Regions from separate parts of the Hordeum vulgare genome. Here region 2 is linked to region 1. The links are chromatin contacts, called in public Hi-C maps. All regions are on one chromosome and are shown on one strand. Each heading gives the region's core, a stretch centred on a gene start, on an enhancer-like site or on the middle of the called end of the contact. The rest is flanking DNA. Distances are from core to core; before and after follow the strand shown. Region 1 holds the start of LOC123444358 (proline-rich receptor-like protein kinase PERK9). Region 2 holds the start of LOC123444359 (serine/threonine-protein phosphatase 7 long form homolog).

What was found. A called contact is a pair of places that touch in the nucleus more often than the background predicts.
Region 2: a contact with region 1 is called in a Hi-C map of seedling, with 3 times the contacts expected there. The contact joins the promoter of LOC123444359 here to the promoter of LOC123444358 in region 1. A contact is called at or near these places in 2 of 6 Hi-C or Micro-C datasets (leaf and seedling) and 1 of 1 datasets of contacts at active chromatin or transcription factors (embryo).

The regions. Positions count from the first base shown.
Region 1 is chr3H:477,313,259-477,316,693 of MorexV3_pseudomolecules_assembly, reverse strand. LOC123444358 (proline-rich receptor-like protein kinase PERK9) reads right to left here and starts at 1,278. Exons shown (of 8, transcript XM_045121048.1): 1 at 359-1,278; 2 at 1-253. The coding sequence starts at 1,250.
Region 2 is chr3H:477,624,162-477,627,268 of MorexV3_pseudomolecules_assembly, reverse strand. It overlaps LOC123444359 (serine/threonine-protein phosphatase 7 long form homolog), which reads right to left and starts at 1,466. Exons shown (of 4, transcript XM_045121050.1): 1 at 1,270-1,466; 2 at 280-545; 3 at 1-175. The coding sequence starts at 534. It overlaps LOC123441889, which reads left to right and starts at 1,826. Exons shown (of 4, transcript XM_045118072.1): 1 at 1,826-2,101; 2 at 2,239-3,107. The coding sequence starts at 1,826.

The sequences.
Region 1 (3,435 bases), core at 29-2,528:
CCATTCCCAATCTTGAGCTTCTTGATAGCCACAGGGCGACCATCTGGCAAGATACCCTTGTACACACACCCAAATCCACCTTCTCCCAAAAGGTTCTCATCCGAAAAGTCATTTGAGATTCCTGCCAAATTCTCCGGCGTGAACAGCATCCTCGAGTACCCTATCCCGGAGTCGGCCGGCGAGTACGGGAACCCATGGCTTCCAGTACTGGACCTCATGAAGGGATAGCCCGGTGATCGTAAGTAGAATCCATCTGGCCAACACAAATACTGTAATGAGCATCGTCTAGGATGGCTAAATTCAGAAAATGCGGATATAGATATACTACATTTAACACTCAGGCGTTTATGTTTTGTACCTGATGCTAGTGAGGATCCAGCAGACGAGGGAATGTAATTGGGCGGCGGCGGCGGGGGAGCTGGTTGCTGCTGTGTCGGCAGCACTGGAGGAGGCTCTGCCCGCCGTCGCTTCTTCTTGACAAGCCAAATGGTGGCACCGATGAAGCTGAGCATTGCAAGACCGGCAATTGCTACAATGGTGGTGGCAGTTTCCCTCGATATTTCGATGTTTTTGCCGCTGCCGTTTGAGCGAGTCGAGTTTGAGTGTGGCCTCGCAGGCGAGCGTGGCGGCGCATAATGTGGCTTAGTATGATGGCGCGGGGGCGGCGGCGGGGAAGATGAAATTCTTGGCGGGGGAGGCGAATATGCCTTAACCGGCGTGGGTGCTGGAGCTGGAGCAGGCGATGGCGATGGCGATGGTGGGTGGGATGGAGGCGGAGCTGGTGGCGAGAGGACTACTGGCGGCGGCGGGGGGAGGGACGGGGGCGGCGGCGACGGGTACACGCGGGGCTGTACGCGTGGCTGGTCGGCCGCCATCGGCGGCGGTGGCGCCAGAACCTCGGCAGGAGGCGGTGAGGGCGACGGGGACGGCGGCGGAAGCGACGGAGGGGGCGCGTCGGGCGGCGGAGGCGACAATGCCGGCGGCGGAGGCGACGAAGGCAATGCTGGGGGAGGCGACGGCAATGTCTCGGGTGGCGGGGAGGCCGGAGGGGGGCTACTCACCGGCGGAGGGGACGCCGCGGGGGGCAAAGAATGGTAGGACGTGGAAACCGGCGGGGCCGAGGCGGAGGAGGAGTAGGGGCAGCCCGGCGGGCGCGGCGCGGGCTGCGGCTGGCCATGCCCGCCCTGCGGCACGGCGTAGGACGAGGACGCCGGCTGCGGAGGCATGAAGGGATCCGCGTAGCCGCCCATCCCCACCACCACCGCCGCCCTCCGCAAGTAGCTCGACAGCAGCGAGGCGCGGGCGCGCGCTGGCGGTGGCAGGCAGGGGATCTGCAGGTCCACGCCGACGGCCAGATCTCCCGCCCGGCCGCTCGCCCCCAACCAAGCAGCTGCGCGAACCACCGCTTGAATGGAAGGAAGCTGCCACCCACCCTGGCCTGCTCTCCCTCTCCCGACAGCGACGTAGAGGGAGCGCGGCTTGAGATCCGAATCCTCCCGCCCACGCAAGTGGCGGCAGATCACGCGCGGCAGACGGGGCGGCCGCGGAGCTCGGCTCGTCGGGCGGCGAGGCCGAGATCCGAGTCCCTCCGCGGGAAGGCGATCCTTTGTCGCCCAATGCAATGCAGCACCGCACCGCGCACCGCTCGTCTCTCTCTCTCTCTCGCCTCGGCTGAGCTCACCTCACCTCAGCAGGACGCCGAGCTCATCTCTTTCTGGCTCCTCCCGTCCCTGCCCTTGCCTGCCTTGGTGTCCGTGGCTGCCTGGCTGGACAGTAGAGAGAGAGAGCGAGAGCATCAGTAGCACTAGCACTAGTAGCGCTACTAGTATAATTTTCTCCCCCTCCCTCTATTTTTCTCCTTCTTTCTTCTCCGCTCAGAAAACAAAGTCTATAATAATATTGTTTTCTTTCTCGGGGGAGGAGTGAGGGGTTGGTGCCAGGTCCATATGGGAAATAGCTGGACTTCGAGGAGCAAGCAGTAGCGGTACTACAGTACAGCAGCATAGCATAGGGAGCCGAGCCGGGCAAAAAAAAAAAGAGTAGTACCACTAGAAATTTGGGCATTTCCCGTGCAGATTGTCGCTAGCGGGCCCGGCCCTCGCCGCTCGCGGGCGGTGGAAACCGGGAAGAAACCGCGACGAGGCCGGCCTGCCGGGCGGAGCCACGAAGCAAGTGGCGGCTGGCTTGTTTTCTTTGTGCTCGCGGCGAGCGCGGTTCATCCTGTGCGGCAGCGTGCGACGGTGGAGGGCGTGGCTGGCTTGTTTACTGGGTACGATACGATGCTCTGAGGGCTGAGGGCGACGCTGACGGCTGGATGCATGGCTGAGTGGAGAGCTTCTTTTGGTGCCTGGTGCGCTTTGAGGTGGGGTGGGGCTTTCAAGGTTTGGGATTTCGGGTGACCTTTTTGTTGCCTACGTTTTGCCGTTTGTTGACCCTGGCTGGAAAAACACTACTACGCGGTTTTCTTATTAAGGCAAAAGGCGGTACGAATACAGTACTAACTAGGGATGTGACGTCGGTACGAGTTTTCATTTCGATCATGCCATGTCTTGCTTCGGGAGTAGAGCGGGTGTTGTTATATAGCCGGGTATATTAGCACTTTTTAGGTTGAGTTAATCCCTAAATGAATCATGAATATGGTATTGACAGTATGAAGCTCATGCCGGTATCTAAACATATGAACACTATCAAATATAACACTGGAACGCCTATCTACACGGTAAATACGACCATCACACGAACGAGTGAATAAGAAATGAATAGACCATACCCTCTTATAGGTCAAGCGGTCGTTCATAACCTTTTTCTTGGCGTCGACGTCACAACCATGGGGTTGGTGTGGAGGAAGTAATAGTGAAAGCAAAAGACAAAGACAAACTGTGAGCAGTCGCGTCGAGACGTTATCGCCTTTTTTTGAATGTAGGATAACAAAGGACAAGGTCATATGTTGAATAATTAATAAAGATAGTTGTATGAATCGATTGATGCAGAAGTCGAGGGTTTAACCTCTTTTTAAAATTTTTAAAGAAAACTACTTTTTTTCTCACAAGAGCATTTGAGCCTCACTACGACAAGATATGGCATGATCGAAATTGGTGAGCGTACTGAAACCAAATGTTACGCACGCATCGTGTTTTATGAATGAGTTGAGTTGAGTTCAGACCTATACCATATTTGAGCTTTATTTTGCCTGTCAAAAAAATTATTTAATTTAAGATTAATTACGAACCGTTAGTGGTTATGTCATTCTTCGAGACTTGGACCGCTGGCTATTTGTCGACTCGATCGTGGACCCACGTCTCCCTACTCGACGACATGTATATATATTACACGCGTTGGCCACTTCAACCGACACACTCAGTTTTCTTCTTATGCATAACCCCGTGTATTATTTACGATTCCACTTCATGTTGTTGTTTTCGAGGATCACGTCCC
Region 2 (3,107 bases), core at 217-2,716, 310 kb before region 1:
TGTGGGTCTCTGGTCTCCAACGCTCAACAAGAGCAGTAATCAAGGCTTTGTCCAATTGAGGCATTCTCTGGCATATTTGTGAGAGCCCAAGCAATCCAGCATCCCTCAAATAAGGACGATACCTCTCATGAAATTTTAAGGGTTTGTGGTGACGCAACTTCAACTGCTCCAGGGCCTGCAATAGTACAGAATATAGAACTCAGTGCTATTGAAAAAAAAATCTCGTTTTACTAACTTATTTCCCTGAAATATGACAAAGTTTATTGTCCTTAGATTAACCTGATCGCCAAAAATTGCATCTGAACGGTGGTTAATCTTAGGATTGAGCAGTGTACTGGATGAAGGTTCCGGAGGTCCTGCATAGCAAGCCACATGGACTTGTTCGGGAGTAAACCCAACATTGTCCTCTCTATCAGAAGTGGTACTCGGCGTAGAAGGTGCAGATGTTTCATGATGATCCATTTCATTTTCTGCCACAGAACATCTGCCCCGGCCCCGGCCACGACGTGCACGTCCTCTTGCCCTTGAAGACATGGACTACTACTCTGCAAACAAAACATCATTAGATCAGTTGCCAGAATGCCATAGATGATCACAGCTAGAAAGAAATCTAATGGACGGCATGAGCGCTGCTCTATGTGTTAAGATTTAAAATCATGGCTTATACAAGGAAGGAACTATGTACAAAATGAAAAAAAAAAAACATATACAATCAAACAAGGCATATATATGCTTAGAAGATATGGCATTCGTCTTATATTAGAAATATTTAACGCAGTCTAATCTGTCAACTGTGAGTTATTCTCCCCTACAAATGTTGCTCTCGCAGAACTAACCATTTGCCATAACCAACTGAAACACTGAATCTTAAATCTAAATTTGCTTATTATGGAGAAACAACTCCTAGACATGTATATACTATATAGTCTGACTGAGCAACTTTCTTCATCTTTAGGCACAAAACTAGCATTACAGGCTTGCAGCTGACTAGTGTAGCAGTGTCCCATTTTTATTCAGACAGAAAGGGACTCTCATTGAAACATTCGGCCTATAGAAGGCCACATGTTCGACAAGAACAGGTTCAGCAGAACATGGTAGTGCCACAGCCCCCTTTACATATCAGTTATCCGTATCAACCCACTATTCCCCTGCTCAAAGCACTTGAATAATCTGCGCACCAGACCAGAGCACGCACAATGGGGCAACAGCGTGCACCGAGATCCAAGGGGGGCGAGTAAAATCCAGCGGTGGTTTGTGGGGCGGGCTTACCAAATCAGGCTGGCGAGGTGGCGCCGGAGGAGGCGGAGGACAAGCTCCTGAAGTCCTGATCCCCCGTAGATTTTTGCTTCCCGTCAGAGGAGAAGGGAACCCTAGAAATTTGCTTTCCAGGGGTGGAGGCGGCGACGCGGAATCCGTGACCCGGAGTGGTGCTACGCCCGGACATGTTTTTTTGCTGCTTCCGCAACAAACAGCGGGCTCACCAGCTTCTGGGCCGGAGAAGCCAAAGCCCAAAGACGGGCCTTTTTTTGGGATTCCCCCAGCCGCAGCCGCTCAAAAAAAAAAAAGATCTTTTACGGTTTCACCCTCCCACCAAACTCGTCCTGGTTTATTAGCTCGAGTATTTTTGTCATATTTTGACTATAATTTTAACTAATCTTTACCTAATAATAATAAAGCGGCTATCGCTTCTGTCGGAATTTCCGTCGCAACATTTTTACAAAAAAGTCCCTGTCGTTTGGCTGAATAAACCTGCAGTCCAGTAAATAAGTTAAAAAACGTTTCACACAGCTGCTTTGGGGCGAGTCCACGGACCGTTGAGACCCAGATGTGGCCCTGGAAAACCCATCCGAGACCGATTCAGCCAGAACCACGCTCGCCGCCACTTCCCCGAGCTCCCTCCTACTCCCGACCGCGCCGGCCGGACCTCCTCCACCTCGCGTCGCAGTCGGTGTCCGGACCCTTGCAGGACGAGCAGATGAGCAGCGCATCTCTCTCTCCCTTCTTCTCTCTTCCTCACAACTCCCTCTCTTCAAGATACCAGGAGCTCCAGGGCCACCAGCACGATTCGTCCGTGCTCGAATCCAGCGAGATCCGGACGCGGGCAACCCATCCCCGCTGCTCCCGCACTGGATGTGCAACGCCTCCCCCTCGGAGTTGCCTCCAGCGCAGCCGCAAGCCACCTCCTGCCTCTGCCCTCGGGGAGGTCTGCAGCAACGGTGTCCTCTGGTGCACGCGTAGGTCTCCGTGGAGGTGGAAATTCAATTCGACTTCACCTCAGGCGTATATGCTGGTGAAAGTAAACACCATGGTGAGAGGCAGAGGGTTCCAGCAAGTAATATTCCTGATAAGTCTGTGCCATCAAAGAGGGAGAGCGCCTCTGATGGCACCAGTCCATCAGAATGTGTCAATCGCACCACAAAGAGCATCACTAAAGCAGCTCGATCAAGTCCTTTCAAGAAGATGTTGAGCCCCATCATGAAGTCCAAGTCTGTTAGAAGCAGCCCATCTCTTGCTGAAGAGGAAGAGCCCAACACTGCAGTTGTGCCGGCAAGCAGCAGAAACTGCGTGCCCCGCAAATCGTTGCTCAGTGATCTCTCGAGGACTGAGCGGAGCCAAGCATCATCCAATTGCCTGCCAAATGGAGAAAGTCGGCATATGACGGAGGCTTCTTTATCACCTGCTCATCTCCAAGCAGTTCTTAAATGTGATTCCAGAAATGGCATTCCCTTTTATGATTTTTGTGTCGAGGGCCCGGAAGAGTCCATTTCTGCTAGGTCCTGGGAGAGTGGGAGTGAACTAATCCGGATTTACACTTTCCATAGTGGTGGTAAACGAGGAAGCACTGTTGGGAGGTCTTCCAAAGATGAGCGCAGATGTTTGCCTCCAATTGTAGGCCAGATGCAGGTTTCCTCCTATCTATGCTCTAAAGTTGGAAAAGATGGCATTCTGAATAATTCTGTCAACACCGAGTTTGTTCTGTACGATATCGCTCACGCAAGGCGAAGTTTTGCTGCCGAGGAGAAGACCAAGTGTACAGAGCCCAGTCAGCCGGAATCCTGTGGCGTCGTTGATAAACCAGTCTCTCGTGAATATCCACAGAAGATTAA